Linked DNA regions of Mus musculus: region 2 is linked to region 1. A link is a contact called in public HiChIP or PLAC-seq data. All regions are on one chromosome and are shown on one strand. Each heading gives the region's core, a stretch centred on a gene start, on an enhancer-like site or on the middle of the called end of the contact. The rest is flanking DNA. Distances are from core to core; before and after follow the strand shown.

Evidence for each region. HiChIP or PLAC-seq counts read pairs in DNA pulled down with a chosen protein or histone mark.
Region 2: a contact with region 1 is called in an H3K4me3 HiChIP or PLAC-seq map of bone marrow-derived macrophages, with 2.4 times the contacts expected there. The contact joins the enhancer-like site here to the promoter of Kdm4c in region 1. A contact is called at or near these places in 3 of 39 promoter capture datasets (the C10 cell line, liver and macrophages), 7 of 484 Hi-C or Micro-C datasets (the 63-12 cell line, bone marrow-derived macrophages, centroblasts and 4 more), 8 of 115 datasets of contacts at active chromatin or transcription factors (CD4 single positive thymocytes, the SCID.adh cell line, bone marrow-derived macrophages and 1 more) and 3 of 9 other capture datasets (adipose tissue, liver and pancreatic islet).

Annotation. Positions count from the first base shown.
Region 1 is chr4:74,247,359-74,253,745 of GRCm38.p6, reverse strand. It overlaps Kdm4c (lysine (K)-specific demethylase 4C), which reads right to left and starts at 1,867. Exons shown (of 22, transcript NM_144787.2): 1 at 1,660-1,867.
Region 2 is chr4:74,300,277-74,307,315 of GRCm38.p6, reverse strand. Kdm4c (lysine (K)-specific demethylase 4C) reads right to left here. Exons shown (of 22, transcript NM_144787.2): 6 at 302-351. Among named protein-coding and RNA genes, the nearest start is that of Kdm4c, 52 kb to the right of the region's middle. Within about 2 kb of position 1,410, at least 16 of the 459 cell types and tissues checked have an H3K27ac peak or open chromatin away from gene starts, as enhancers often do. A contact at or near this core is called in bone marrow-derived macrophages, where this site is marked.

The sequences.
Region 1 (6,387 bases), core at 618-3,117:
AGGAAAGGAAAGAGAGTGGGGTGGGGGAGGGAGGAATTAAGTAAGTTTTTTAGTACCATAAAGCAAGCCTTAGCGTTGAATTTTATTGTATTACCAATTTCGTGGAGAACTGTAAACATTATGTGTAAACTCTAAACACTAAAATGGGAAGGTAGAAACCCTGTCTCGAAAAACCAAATAAATAAATAAATAAATAAATAAATGAATAAATAAAATAAAATAAAATGGGAAGGAGGTCCTAAAACTACTTAACTAGGCAGTGCATTCCAAAACAAAGCATGATAGGTTACCAGGCCAGCAAGCTTTAAGAAAACATTAGTGAACATGCTCAATAGTAAAAAAAAATTTTTAAATTTTAAAAACGAACTTTTTTTTCCTTTTTCTTTTTTTTTCTTTTTCAATCTTAGAGACCGAACTTAAGGTGTTCAGATACTAAGCATTGGCCCTACCACTTGAGCTATATATTCCAGGCGGTGGGAACGGACCGTAAATTTTAGAGAACAAATAACCAGTAGCAGTGCAGAAATATGACCAGCAGGAATCCCTGCACTGGTGATGCAGAGGCAGGTGGATTTCCTGGAGCACCAGGTTAGCTACCATACAGAGTTCTAAGTTGGGCAGGACTACATATAAGACCCTGACTCAAAAAACAACCAAAAATACCAAAAGTTTTAACCATCACACTTTTAAATTAGAATACTAATAACTTTTCCCATAGAAAGAGTTAGGCTCCACTCCCTTCCGCCCTTTTTAAACGCAAAACTCAAGTGGGTGAAATACAGCAAAGATTGGTGCTAACCTAAGCTTACCGAGCCTATCAAAAGCGTCTCCCGGGTTCCGAATTGCTTCATTTCTAACGTAAGCTTTCTAAGCAGTACTAGGTAAATCACCAAGTGTGAGTGACCGTACTGAGTCCAAGATTTAAAAAAAAAAAAAAAAAAAAAAGTTGGTCAAGTCTTCCAAGTCTTCTCTCAGAGCACCTGACTGACTACGTGCGAGCTTGCGGGCTCAGCCACACCGGCGGCTGCCTTCTGGGTCCCCAAGAAAATCCTCAGAACTGAGTCCAGCTGCTTTCACTGCTGAGCAGAGAACACCAACTTCCAGCCCGAGCTAGACCGCCTGCCTTCTTGGCATTCCCATCGCACAACACGCCCTCTCTCCCTGGCAGTTCACATGCCGCAACGAAGTCGCATCTATTAAGCGCCCACTGTCTACCCCGCATCATGGCTCCCCCCAGGAACCGCACAAAGAAATGGCCTCAAGACGGAGGAAAGAAAAAGGGAAAGATCATCTGCTAGGGCCAAGAACGAACCCGAGTGAGGGTCGGGCTACCTGCTACCTCGCGGATCCGGACATCCCGACCCAAGGGAGGCTCGGAGGACGCACAGGCCCGGCCTTCCTGGAGTCGGCCGCAGAGGGGTCGGTCGGCGCCCCAGACCACACAGGCGTGGCAGTCCGGAGCAACAGCACCTCCGATCGGCTCCCGGGAGGCAGGCGAGCGAGCTCCCGAATCCCGAGGGCCAGAATGGACTGTCAGGGCCGCCTCCTCCCTCCCAGCTGACTGCTTTGCACCGCGGAGCGCCCAGGCCCGTGCTGCCCTGCGAAGACCGGACCGAGGCCGCCACCCTTCCCGCTCCGTCCCGACCAAGAAGAGGTTACCTGCGCCGCTGGCGGAGGTCCAGACGCCACCCGAATGAAAGGGATGAAAAGTGCGGCCTCCCCTGAGGGTTTTGGGAATCTTTGGAAGACTTGTTCCGCACTGGGTGACAGCTGTTCGCTGCGCACGCGCACGGGGCGCCACCACGGAATCCCTCCGCCGCGCTCCCCTCCCTCCCGGCTCGGAGGTGGGCGGGAGGCGGCGCGGGCGCGCAGGCTGTGCGGGCTGCCTCTGCCTGCGTGTGGCGCACGCGCCCCCACGTGACCGCTGGGCCGGGCGCTCTCTGGGTCACGTGGGTCTCTAAACTGCTTAAAGGTGCCCGACTTGAAGCCGAGACTTCCGCCTCTTGCCTAGTCTACGCTTGCCGTGCTGTATTTCCTTTTGCCTTGGGGACAAGCTCGCCTCTTCTTTCTCAAAGGAGGAAAAACACTGACGAAGCAGAAGGAGCAGGTGCGCAACAGATCTTTGTCGGATCACTCACTAGGTTCCCACAGGGGCTGGACCTGAAATAAAATAGTACACGAACACGCCTGCAGGGACTCGGTGCGAGTCTATGGCAACCCTCGGTGCAAGAACGGCTGGCTGATTTTTACCTCGAGTGGAGGTGGTCAGGAAGGCCAGACTCACGATGACATTGTCCTGTGCCGGTACACCAACCAGTGGGCTGCACCTCTGAGCCTACTTCAGTCGGAGATCCCAAGTGAGCAGTGTTCCCAAATTCCTAGCAACCAAGCCTGCCCTTGAGCAAAAAGGTCTAATACTTAAAGACTAGAGAAATCTTGATTAGGGATCCTGAATTGAGTTACCTTCCTACACGTCTGTGTAAATCTGACTTCCAAGACCGCAGAGGAATCACACAGATCTCAAACTCTTACTTCCAGATAGGTGCCTAAACACTAAGCGTTTTGCAAAGGCTAAACAGGTTTTACTGTCCCACAGTTCCTATCTGGGTTTTTTTGTTGCATTTCTTCTAGTTACTGACCAGGCATATACAAAAGTGAGCACACAGGACCATCATTTTACGTGTTGTTAGAAAACAAGGATTTCTAATGAATGTGGTGCATACTTATAACCCAGGACTTGGAACAGAGATCAGAGGACTAGAAATTCAAGATCATTCTCAACACATCATAGACCTGAAGTTAGACTGGGCTACATGATATGCTGTCTCAAAAACTGATCACCTCTTTAAAAAAAAAAAGCTCAACATAACTATTTAAATGTACTTAAATGTGTTTTTTTTAATTTATTTCTTTTTTTTTTTTTTAGGGGGAGCACTGTAAAGACAGATGGGATATGGTTAATTAACTGAAAGATAATGAGATCTAACCACCATATTTCTTTGACTGGAAAAACACCGCTTGGGGGCTAGAGAGATGGCTCAGTGGTAAAGAGCATCGACTGCTCTTCTGAAGGTCCTGAGTTCAAATCCCAGCAACCACATGGTAGCTCACAACCATCCGTAATGAGATCTGACGCCCTCTTCTAGTGCATCTGAAGACAGCTACAGTGTACTTAGATATAATAATAAAAAAATAATAATAATAATAAAACACAGCTTAGGGTTTGGAAAAATACAATTCTAAACTTACTTAACTTATATATAGTCAACTGGTAATTTTTCAATGTGGATATTATAGAGATTGGCAACCATACTCCAAAGCAATTGAATATACTAAAACTATAGTTACATATCTTAAATTTTAGGGCGTTTTGTGAACTACAAAGATTGCACATCTATTATTAAATAATTGAAATAGTTCAATGAATAAGTACTCTTATTATCCTTGCTAAGCAGAGATTATCAAGGCCAACGTACTGGCACACACCTTTAATCCTAGCACTTGGGGGACAAGGAAGGCAGATCTCTAAATACAAGGCCAATTTGATTTACAAGTGTAGATCAGTGTGAGTTGCTGAAAGGCAGGGATATATGTGAGAAACCCTGTCTCAAAAGAAATGAAGGAGAGGGGAGTGAGATAGAAGTATATCCCCAGTTGCAGTCTGAGAGAGACAAAGACTTCATGATCTCTTTTATGGGCCCTAGACATTGCACACACACACACACACACACACACACACACACACACACCACACACTTTGCATACATATTAATGGGGTGAAAATAAAAGCAAGACTGCCTTGGAAACAAAAGAGAATAATGAGACTAATGAGTAAAAGTGTAGTCTGGGAAGGTGTGCTTAAAACATAACATAAGAAAATAGCTTTCCAGCCGGGCGTGGTGGTGCACACCTTTAATCCCAGCACTTGGGAGGCAGAGGCAGGCGGATTTCTGAGGCCAGCCTGGTCTACAGAGTGAGTTCCAGGACAGCCAGGGCTATACAGAGAAACCCTGTCTCAAAAAAAACAAAAAACAAAACAAAAAACAAAAAAAAAAAAAGAAAGAAAGAAAGAAAGAAAGAAAAGAAAAAGAAAGAAAGAAAGAAAGAAAGAAAGAAAAGAAAAGAAAAGAAAAGAAAAGAAAAGAGCTTTCCTCATCTCTGTATAACCGAAATATAAGTCAATGTCAAAAGTGCTGCGTCTGTGCACACACACACACACACCCTGGGGCGGGCGTGGGGAGTGGGGGGTTGGTAGTATGCTTTGCATCCTAGCATTAGGGATGCAGAAGCAGGGGGATCTCTTGAGTTCAAGGCCAGCCTAGCCTAGTCTACAGACGGAGTTTCAAGACAGCCAGGGGTGCAAAGATAAACATTGTTTCAAAAACAAAACAAAACAAAAAACAGAAGTTTTTTTCAAGACTTGTTGGGCATAGTGCCACAACCCTTTATGGTACCAGCTACTTGGCAGGTGGTTCACCTTGAGTTCAAAGCCAACCTGGCTATATATAGGTTAACTGGAGCTAAATAGTAAGACCCTGTCTTAAGAAAGAAGGAAAGTAATAAAGAATGGAAGGAAGAGAGAGAGAAGGAGGGAGGGAGAGAGGGAGGGAGGGGAAAGTCCAGGAGCTAGTCTAAATTAAAAGTAACTGAAGAGATATCCTGGGTTTAAGAAAGAAAAGGAAGGAAGGAAGGGAAGAAGGAAGGAGAGAGAACTGTAAATAGAGGGTGCACATATATGTGTCTATGTAAAGAAAAAAGTGTGACAAATGTTTGGGGTTTTGGGGTTTTTTTGGTTTGGTTTGGTGTGGTGTGGTGTGGTGTGGTTTGGTTTGGTTTGGTTTGGTTTGGTTTGGTTTGGTTTTTAGAGACAGGGTTTCTCTGTGTAGTGCTGGCTGTCCTGGAACTCACTCTGTAGACCAGGCTGGCCTTGAACTCAGAAATCCGCCTGCTTCTGCCTCCCAAGTGTTGGGATTAAAAGCATGCGCCACCATTGCCTAGTGACAAATGTTTTTATTAAAAAAAAAAAAAAAAAGCAAATCTAAGTAAAATATGCATGCCCAGTAATAAAGGAGGCAAAGAGAAAAACAAAAAACAGAGGAATAAAGAAGCTGTCGGCTATATTAGACTGGAAACCTAGTACCCTAGACTAAAAACCCTGGAGACCTGAACTCCCATTGCTTCACACTTATGTTGTTAATGTTAATGTTGTACAAATAGCACTTGTTTTAGTATAAAAAATTATATTGTCCTGTTTTTGCTGTTGTTGTTTGGAAGATTTGATTATTTGGTTTTTTGCTATTTGTTTGTTTGTTTGTTTGTTTGTTTTGAGACAGGGTTTCTTTGTAACAGCCCTGCCTGCCCTGGACCATACTTTGTAGGCCAGTCTGGCCTTGAACTCTCAGCGATCCACCTGCCTCTACCTACTAGTGCTGAGATTAAGATCACATCACCACACCTGCCTAGATTTTCCATTTTTTAGTCAGAAGGTTTACTTTCCTGACTTCATTTAGCATTTTTGAGACAATACTCAAAGGCCATATGGAACCTAAAGGAAGGAGGGTGACGAGACGGTGATGGTGGTGGTGATGGTGACGTGGCAGTGATGATGTCTCGGGGAGGGGGGGTTCTTTTTTGAAGCAGGATCTTCTCATGTAGCTGTATGGCTATAATTTTGTCAATTTGACTACATCTGGAATCAACTAAAACCCAAGCAGCTGAGCTGTGAGAGATTTCTCTTGCTTGGATCATTTGAAGTAGGTCACTTGACTCAGACTAAATCTGGTGTGCACTTTCTAATGGCAATCCTTCATAAAGGAAGAAAAGAGCTTTTTTTTTTTAAGATTTATTTATTTTAAGTATGTGAATACACTGTCGCTCTCTTCAGACACACTAGAAGAGGGCATCAGATCCCATTAGATGGTTGTGAGCCACCATGCTGGGGATTGAACTCTAGACCTCTGAAAGAGCAGGCAGTGCTCTTAACTGCTGAGCCATCTCTCCAGCCCAGAAGAAATCTTTTGCTTTTTGTCTGCTTGTCCACTTGCCGGTGCTGAGGCTTTATTCAGGATTTCAGCATAGCTTGAAGACCAGCTAAAATCTCCAGCCTTGTGGGCTGTCAACTATCAGGTTCTTGGCCTTCCTGTCAGGAGACATTTTTGGACTAGCCTGTAAGACACTCCAATAAATGACATAGAACACACACACATTTATTCATTCTATCAGTTCAGTGCCTTTAAAGAATCCTGACTAATATAGTAAACCAATGTGGCTTTGTACATGAGGTGAGCCTCTAGCATCAAAGTGCTAGGTAAACAGTCTTGAGTCACCATATCTAGTAATTCTTTTTTTGTTTTGTTTTGTTTTTCGAGACAGGGTTTCTCTGTGTAG
Region 2 (7,039 bases), core at 161-2,660, 54 kb before region 1:
GCAAACAAGATAAATTTCAGCAGTGTTTAAGAAAGAAAAGAAAGTTAAGAATAGGTACAATATATTGAAATGCCAACTGCCCAGTGAAATATTAAGAGTCAGCTAAACTCATTATGAAGACTATACAACAGAAGAAACATTACCTACTAATGTGAAAATAAATAATATTGTTCAATTAGGTTAACATTTAAAAGCTAGCAGTTTGAAGAAGATATAAATAAATAAATAAATAAATAAGCAAGCTGCTGAACTACCTCAAAACACAAAGCCTACGATGTAAGAAATTGAAAGCAAGTATTACCTTGGGCTAGTCTTTCAAGTCGCTTTCCATGCTCCGGAGGTATAGCATACCTAAAATGTTAAGAATAAAAAAAAAAAATTATGTTTATAATATTTTAGCTAGCTTATGAAGAGTATTTAAATATCTTCATTTACAAAAACTGAACTGCACTTAAATGAACTAGGAAACAAGAATATTAAAAGCCTGTCCCTGGCTGGAGAGATGGCTCAGTGGTTAAGAGCACTGACTGCTCTTCCAAAGGTCCTGAGTTCAAATCCCAGCAACCACATGGCACATGGTGGCTCATAACCATCTGTAATGGGATCTGATGCCCTCTTCTGGTGTGTCTGACAGCTACAGTGTACTCATATAAAATAAAAAAAAAAAAAAAAAAAAACTTAAAAAAAAAAAAAAAGCCTGTCCCTTAGACATAGAAATGAAGAAAAATGAGCATAAACTTCCTACTTAAATGTCACAAATCACCTATAATTTAAAGCTTACAGAACAGATGTTCAAGACTACTGAACCCTTCCTTGTCTAAGCCTGGAGACTACCCACTAACCACAACATTCCTATGTAGTGTAGCTATTTCTGGACATAGGTATTCTTATTTGTTTAGAAGCTGGTGAGTTTGGGTATTATTTCGTAGAAAATATTGGTTACTATCTATTTGTACATCTTTATCATATGTATTGTGGATGCATATGTATATATGTGCATGCATGTATGTGTATGTGTATGTGTATGGCATGCATGTGTATTATGAAGGTCACAGGATACAGTAAGGGTTGATTCTCTCCTTCTACTGAGTTAGTTTCTGGGGATCAAGCTTAGCTTTTCAGACTTAGTGGCAAGCATCTATCCAGTCAGCCATCTCATGAACCTAGTTGTTGTCTCTTAAATGTAGCTTGCTTCTATTTATTTATTTTGTGGGTATATGACTTTTAAAATCCTGATTATAGATTTGTTTGCCCTAAAGAAAAGAAATATTCATTTAAAGTTCCAAGTGCAGTGACTCTCAGCCTTCCTAACACTGTGACTCTAATAGTTCTTCATTGCTGTGGTGACCGGTCCCCCCGACGATAAAATCATGTGCAGTGCTACTTCACAACTGTAATTTTGCTACTGTTACGAATTGTAATGTAAGTATTGCTCAAGATAGAGGTTTACCAAATGTGTCACAACAAACAAGTTGAGAAACACTATAGTAGTGCTTTCAAACATGAAGTAAATGAATTATTTGCTGAATTTTGAACTGAAAATTTTAGTACAAAACTAAATCTTAAAGGTCCTTCAATAAAAACTTTAGATATTGTCTTAGTTGGGTTTTTTTTTTTTTATTACTATGACAAAACATTATGACCAAAAAAGCAAGTTGGGGAAAAAAGCATTTATTCAGCTTACATTTTCTCGTTGCTGTTCATCACCAAAGAAGTCTGGATAGGAACATAAACACTGCAGGAACCTGGAGACAGGAGCTTATGCAGAGGCCACAGGGACATGCTGCTTACTGGCTTGCTTCCCTTCCCCCTCACCCCCACCCCCCACTTTCTCAGCTTGCTTGCTTGCTTTTCCTTCTCTTTTTTTTTTTTTTTTTTTTTTTTTTTTTTTTTTTTGGGTTTTTGGGTTTTTGACACAGGGTTTCTCTGTGTAGCCCTGGCTGTCCTGGAACTCACTCTGTAGACCAGGCTGGCCTCAAACTCAGAAATCCACCTGCCTCTGCCTCCCTAGTGCTGAGATTAAAGGTGTGCGCCACCACTGCCCGGCCTCAGCTTGCTTTAATATAGAACTCGGAACATCACTGCAGGAATGGTGCTACCCACCTTGATCTGGACACTCCTCTATTGACTATTAATTGAGAAAATGCCTTAGAGCTGGAGGCCTCTTCCTTTCTAATGACTCTAGTTTGTATCAAGTTGACACACAAAAACCAAACAGTACATATATTACAAGCATATCTAATAATCATTGAATGAGTTAGGTGAGATGATATACTGCTTTTAAACATGAAGACTTCCTGCTTACTAGCACAGTATATTATAAATACAAATTCCTTTTTGCTGATACAATTTTCTAAGCATACCTAGTAGCACATTTGGTTGTATTTAATAGCATCTGTACTCAAAATGTATTTGATTTTGATGTAACTAAGCAATTCTCTGAATGAAAGTTCAACCATATGTTCTGTCCCTTAAAATACTGCTATTTAAATTCTACCAACTGAATTGGGGAGAGATAAAATTTTAGCATAAGGAAATGAAAATAATCAACGTTTAAGGTAAGTTCTTGTCGTATTTTTCTTATTGGTTTATACCAGGAATACACTCAGAAAAGAAAAAATTGTGGGTGTATCCCATTCAAGGTGATTCCCTCTTCATAACATCACAAATGTGCATACACACAGACAAAGACACAGAAACAGACACACACACACACACACACCATCTGGCTGCACAAAATGAGCTGGATGTGAAGAGATAGTTATATACCCATATTACTCTAAGCAACTGGCAAGGTTAAATTCCCTCCATTTTAAATGTAATCATCAGTTCACAGAAAAAGCAAGTGCATTCATTTGTTAAGAAAATAGAAAGTTAACATTGTTCTATCCCACATCTGATCCTCAATTTACTTCTAGTATATAAATCACTCTCATTAGATATTCTTCTGCCACATTACCTGTGTGACCTTACTAGCCCAAACTTCTAAATAATGCAGTATAGTGGACAGATTATCTATTTAATTGGGTCTGCTTTTCTTTTTATGTTTAGAATAATGTTTTGGTCTATTTCTGAACTTTCCAGAAAACCCAATTCATATAATTACAAATCGACTCAAATAAATGTCCTATGGTTAATCCAACATATTCAATATTCTCTGAAATCATTAAAGGGTAAAAAATTCCTTAACACTATTGCCCAGAAAGAAAAATGAAATAGTTCCCAGTAAAGCTAATTCTTCATATTGATAGCAATTCTATGATAACAGTCAGCAAAGTACAAGGTAAAAATGAATTCTGAAAGACAATTTCATTGTCCTGCTGTAAAGACTACTGGCAAGATCTGTGCTTACATGAACAAAATGTGTCTCCCTAATGAGGGAAGCACACTCATTAGATATTACAGGTACAATTCCTTTAAAGGTAGCAATGATTAGATACTAAATAGTACATTTTCATTTTAATCCAATATCTTTGTTTTAAATTTTTCTTATTTTCAAGGTCAAGAAAACACAATCCTTTGTAAGTATATCTCTGAGTGATTTGTTCCAAAAAATATGTATATATGAAAATTTTAGTCAATACTTTAAGGATTTTCCCCATTTTCAACGATGTTTGCTGAGTTTGTTGTATACTGCCTTTATGTTGAGAGATGTTCCCTACATCCCTGTTTTCTCAGAACTTTTATCATAGAGATAATGTATTCTGAGGACTTTTCTGCATTTAGCAAGATGATCATGTAGTTTCTATCATTTAATCTATTTATGTTGTAAATTACAATTACTATTTTACATATGTTGAACCAACCCTAAATCTCTAGGATGAAGGTAACTTTATCACAGTAGTATTTTTTGATGTGTTCATGAATTCAGTTTGTAAGTATTTTATTGACAAGTTTTACATCTGTGCTCATCAACGAAAATGGCCCACAGTTTTATTCTTATTTTTTATTAGATATTTGTGAGGTTTTGATAGGATAATGGCTTTGGGAAAAAATTGGAAATGTTACTTCTTTTACTATTTACTGTAATAGTTTCAAAAATATTAATGGTTAATGGTCCTTTAATGGATAGGAAGAATTCTATACTTGAGTTCATTTTTTTTCCTTTTCCACTTATTAGCTTACTTTGGATCATAATACTTGTCACTACCTCACATTACAGAACATTCTATCTTTTGAGATTTTATTGTTTTATTCTTCTCTCATACAAAACATCCTTGCCACAGTGTCCCTCACTCTGTCTGCTGCCTCCTATTCCTCTCAGTGCCACTCCATCACAACCTCTTCCCCAGACCCACTGTTCCTCCATTTCCACTCAGAAAAGCGCAGATGCCCCAGCGATAACAACATTGGTATATCATTTACCAAGAAATTTATCCATTTCTTCTTCCTTAGGACTGTCTGAGTTTCCATGGTATCTGCTATAATGTTTCCTCTTTAACTTATAATTTTATTTAACTAGATTGAATTTCTTCAGTTAATTTGAATAAAAGATTGTCAATCTTCATCTTATCAAAGAACCAACTCAAAAATTACATTTTTGTTTTGCTACTGTTTGTTTCTATTTCATTACTTAATTGTGATTAGCACTTCTCATCTACTTTTAGGAGGTGTTATGATTCTTGTTCTTCCCTGGCCTTTTGGTGCATGTTAAGTTATTAATTTGAGACCTTTGACTATTCTTAATATAGGGACATAGTTTTACAAAATTTCATCTGGTGACTGTTTTCATTTGTATTTCCTTCAGAGATTTTGAAATGTTATGTTTTCATTTTCAGTCAATACTAGGAATTTAACACCATTTGCACGCACCCCAGGCACAGTACTTCCAGTGTTAGCTAACACACTAGGTCAAGTGAAGGAGGTAGAGAAGATACAAATGAGAAAGAAAGAAATCCAAGTATCCTTATATGCAGATGACATGAGTCTGCACATAGTGTGAAAGATGAAAGAGACTGTAAGAGTGAGAAGAAACCAGTGTTGTCTGCACATTGCAGGATAGCTACACATACAAATTCGCAGTGCTTCTAACAGCCCCAAATCAAACCCCTCCGTGGAAAGGGGAGTTGGGCTGAGAAGCTATTGGCAACTCTGAGCTGCTGGGAAAGAAAAGATTAATTTTCTATGATAACTCCATGTTTCAGTAAATGACCACTCATCCAAAAATAGCTCAGCAGCACAAATTGACCTGGAGGGAGTAGGGTAGGGGACTCCAAGTTGGGGAATGAATGGAAGGAATATATCTGGTAAGATCTAGGGAAGGAAGAGTGCATATAGTCAAAACACACTGTACAAAACAAAACGCTAAAAAACTAATGTTTATTAAAAAAAAAAAAGCTAGACTCACTGAGAGTACTGGTGGTGCACATCTTTTATCCCAACACCTGGGAGACAGAGGCAGGCAGATCTGTGTGAGATCAATGCCAGCCTGGTCTACATAGAGACTTTCTGGGCTGTCAATGTAGAAATCTGTCTCAAAAAACAAAACAAAACAAAACAAAACAAAACAAAACAAAACAAAAAAACAAGGGACTTAAAATCTTATCAACCAAATAAGCTGGAAAACAGAAACAAAATTTACAGTTTTAACTGAACGGTATTAGACTGCCATTGCAAGTTCTTGGCAGAAAAAGCTAAATTTTCCAAAACATACTATATAACTCCACCCGCTGCTGGCTCCAATTTTCTGTGAAGTGTCCTTCTTATGCGTCCTTAAAAGCTACCTTCAGACCACTTGCTTGTTAACTAGTCCTGCTCATTCAATGGCTTCTTTGCTTCAGGTTAGTCCTTCGGTATCTCCTTAGTGTTGTTAATTGTCCTAGAACTCTCAATAATTTACTTAGAAACACTCTTTCCCTATCCAGAACTCTGTCACTGCTACCACTGGCAGTCACCACTGCTCTCTCATACTCATAAGCACTGCTGGTATTTCTATCAGGGACAGCTTCTACCCACATGTAGTGTCAAAGGCCACAAAGAACCCCTTCCAGGTTAATAAAGACCTAAAACAGGAAGAGGTGCTGTGATGGTTTGTATATCCTTGGACCAGGGAGTGGCACCATCTGAAGGTGTGGCCTTGTTGGAATAGGTGTGACCTGGTTGGAATGGGTGTGTCACTGTGGGTGTGGGTATAAGATCCTCACCCTAGTTGCCTGGAAGTCAGTCTTCCACTAGCAGCCTTTGGATGAAGACATAGAACTCCCAGCTCCTCCTGCGCCATGCCTGCCTGGATACTTACTGCCTTGGTGATAATGGACTGAACCTCTGAATCTGTAAGCCAGCCCCAATTAAATGTTTTTTTTTAATAAAACTTGCCTTGGTCATGGTGTCTGTTCACAGCAATAAAACCCTAACTAATACAGGTGCCCTCTCTTCTTCTCCCTAGCTCCTTTATTTATAGTTCTGCTAAGTGATATTTTACTCATAGTCATAGCCTATAAATCAAACCAAAGATTTTATGGTCAATTTGTAGTAGTTCATCCTACCATGACGTTCTCCACTTTTACAACCACAAACTTGTATGTATGACTTATGCTCTACAGTTCAGAAACGGCTGAAAGGCACAAGAGTCGACCAATTAAATAGGATTGCAGTCTACCACAGCTAACATTTATTCAGTATTTACAACACAACAGCATGTGCTGACACAGTAATATGTTTTCTATTGTCTGCATGTTATAAATGAGAAAGTCCAGGCACAGGGTCATCACTTCAGATGAAACACAAAGGATGAAATAGCTGGTTCCCTACACAAATCTGTCTGAGAGCCATTCCCAGCTTCATGTTCCACTACTATATCCCAAGGATCACTGTGAAGGAGACAATAGGAAAGATGTGACCAGGTTAAGGAACCTGTAACTCTTTCAAGGACACATTCACCTTTAAATTAATCAAAGAACAACAAAGAAAGCCATCAATCTACTTCCTAAAGGGAGCATTAATTTGAAAGAATTGGTGTTTCTTATTTCTCATCACAAAAACATGAGTCAAAAAGTAAAATACTTAATACTACTTTTTATAAGATTTAAGTATATTTCAT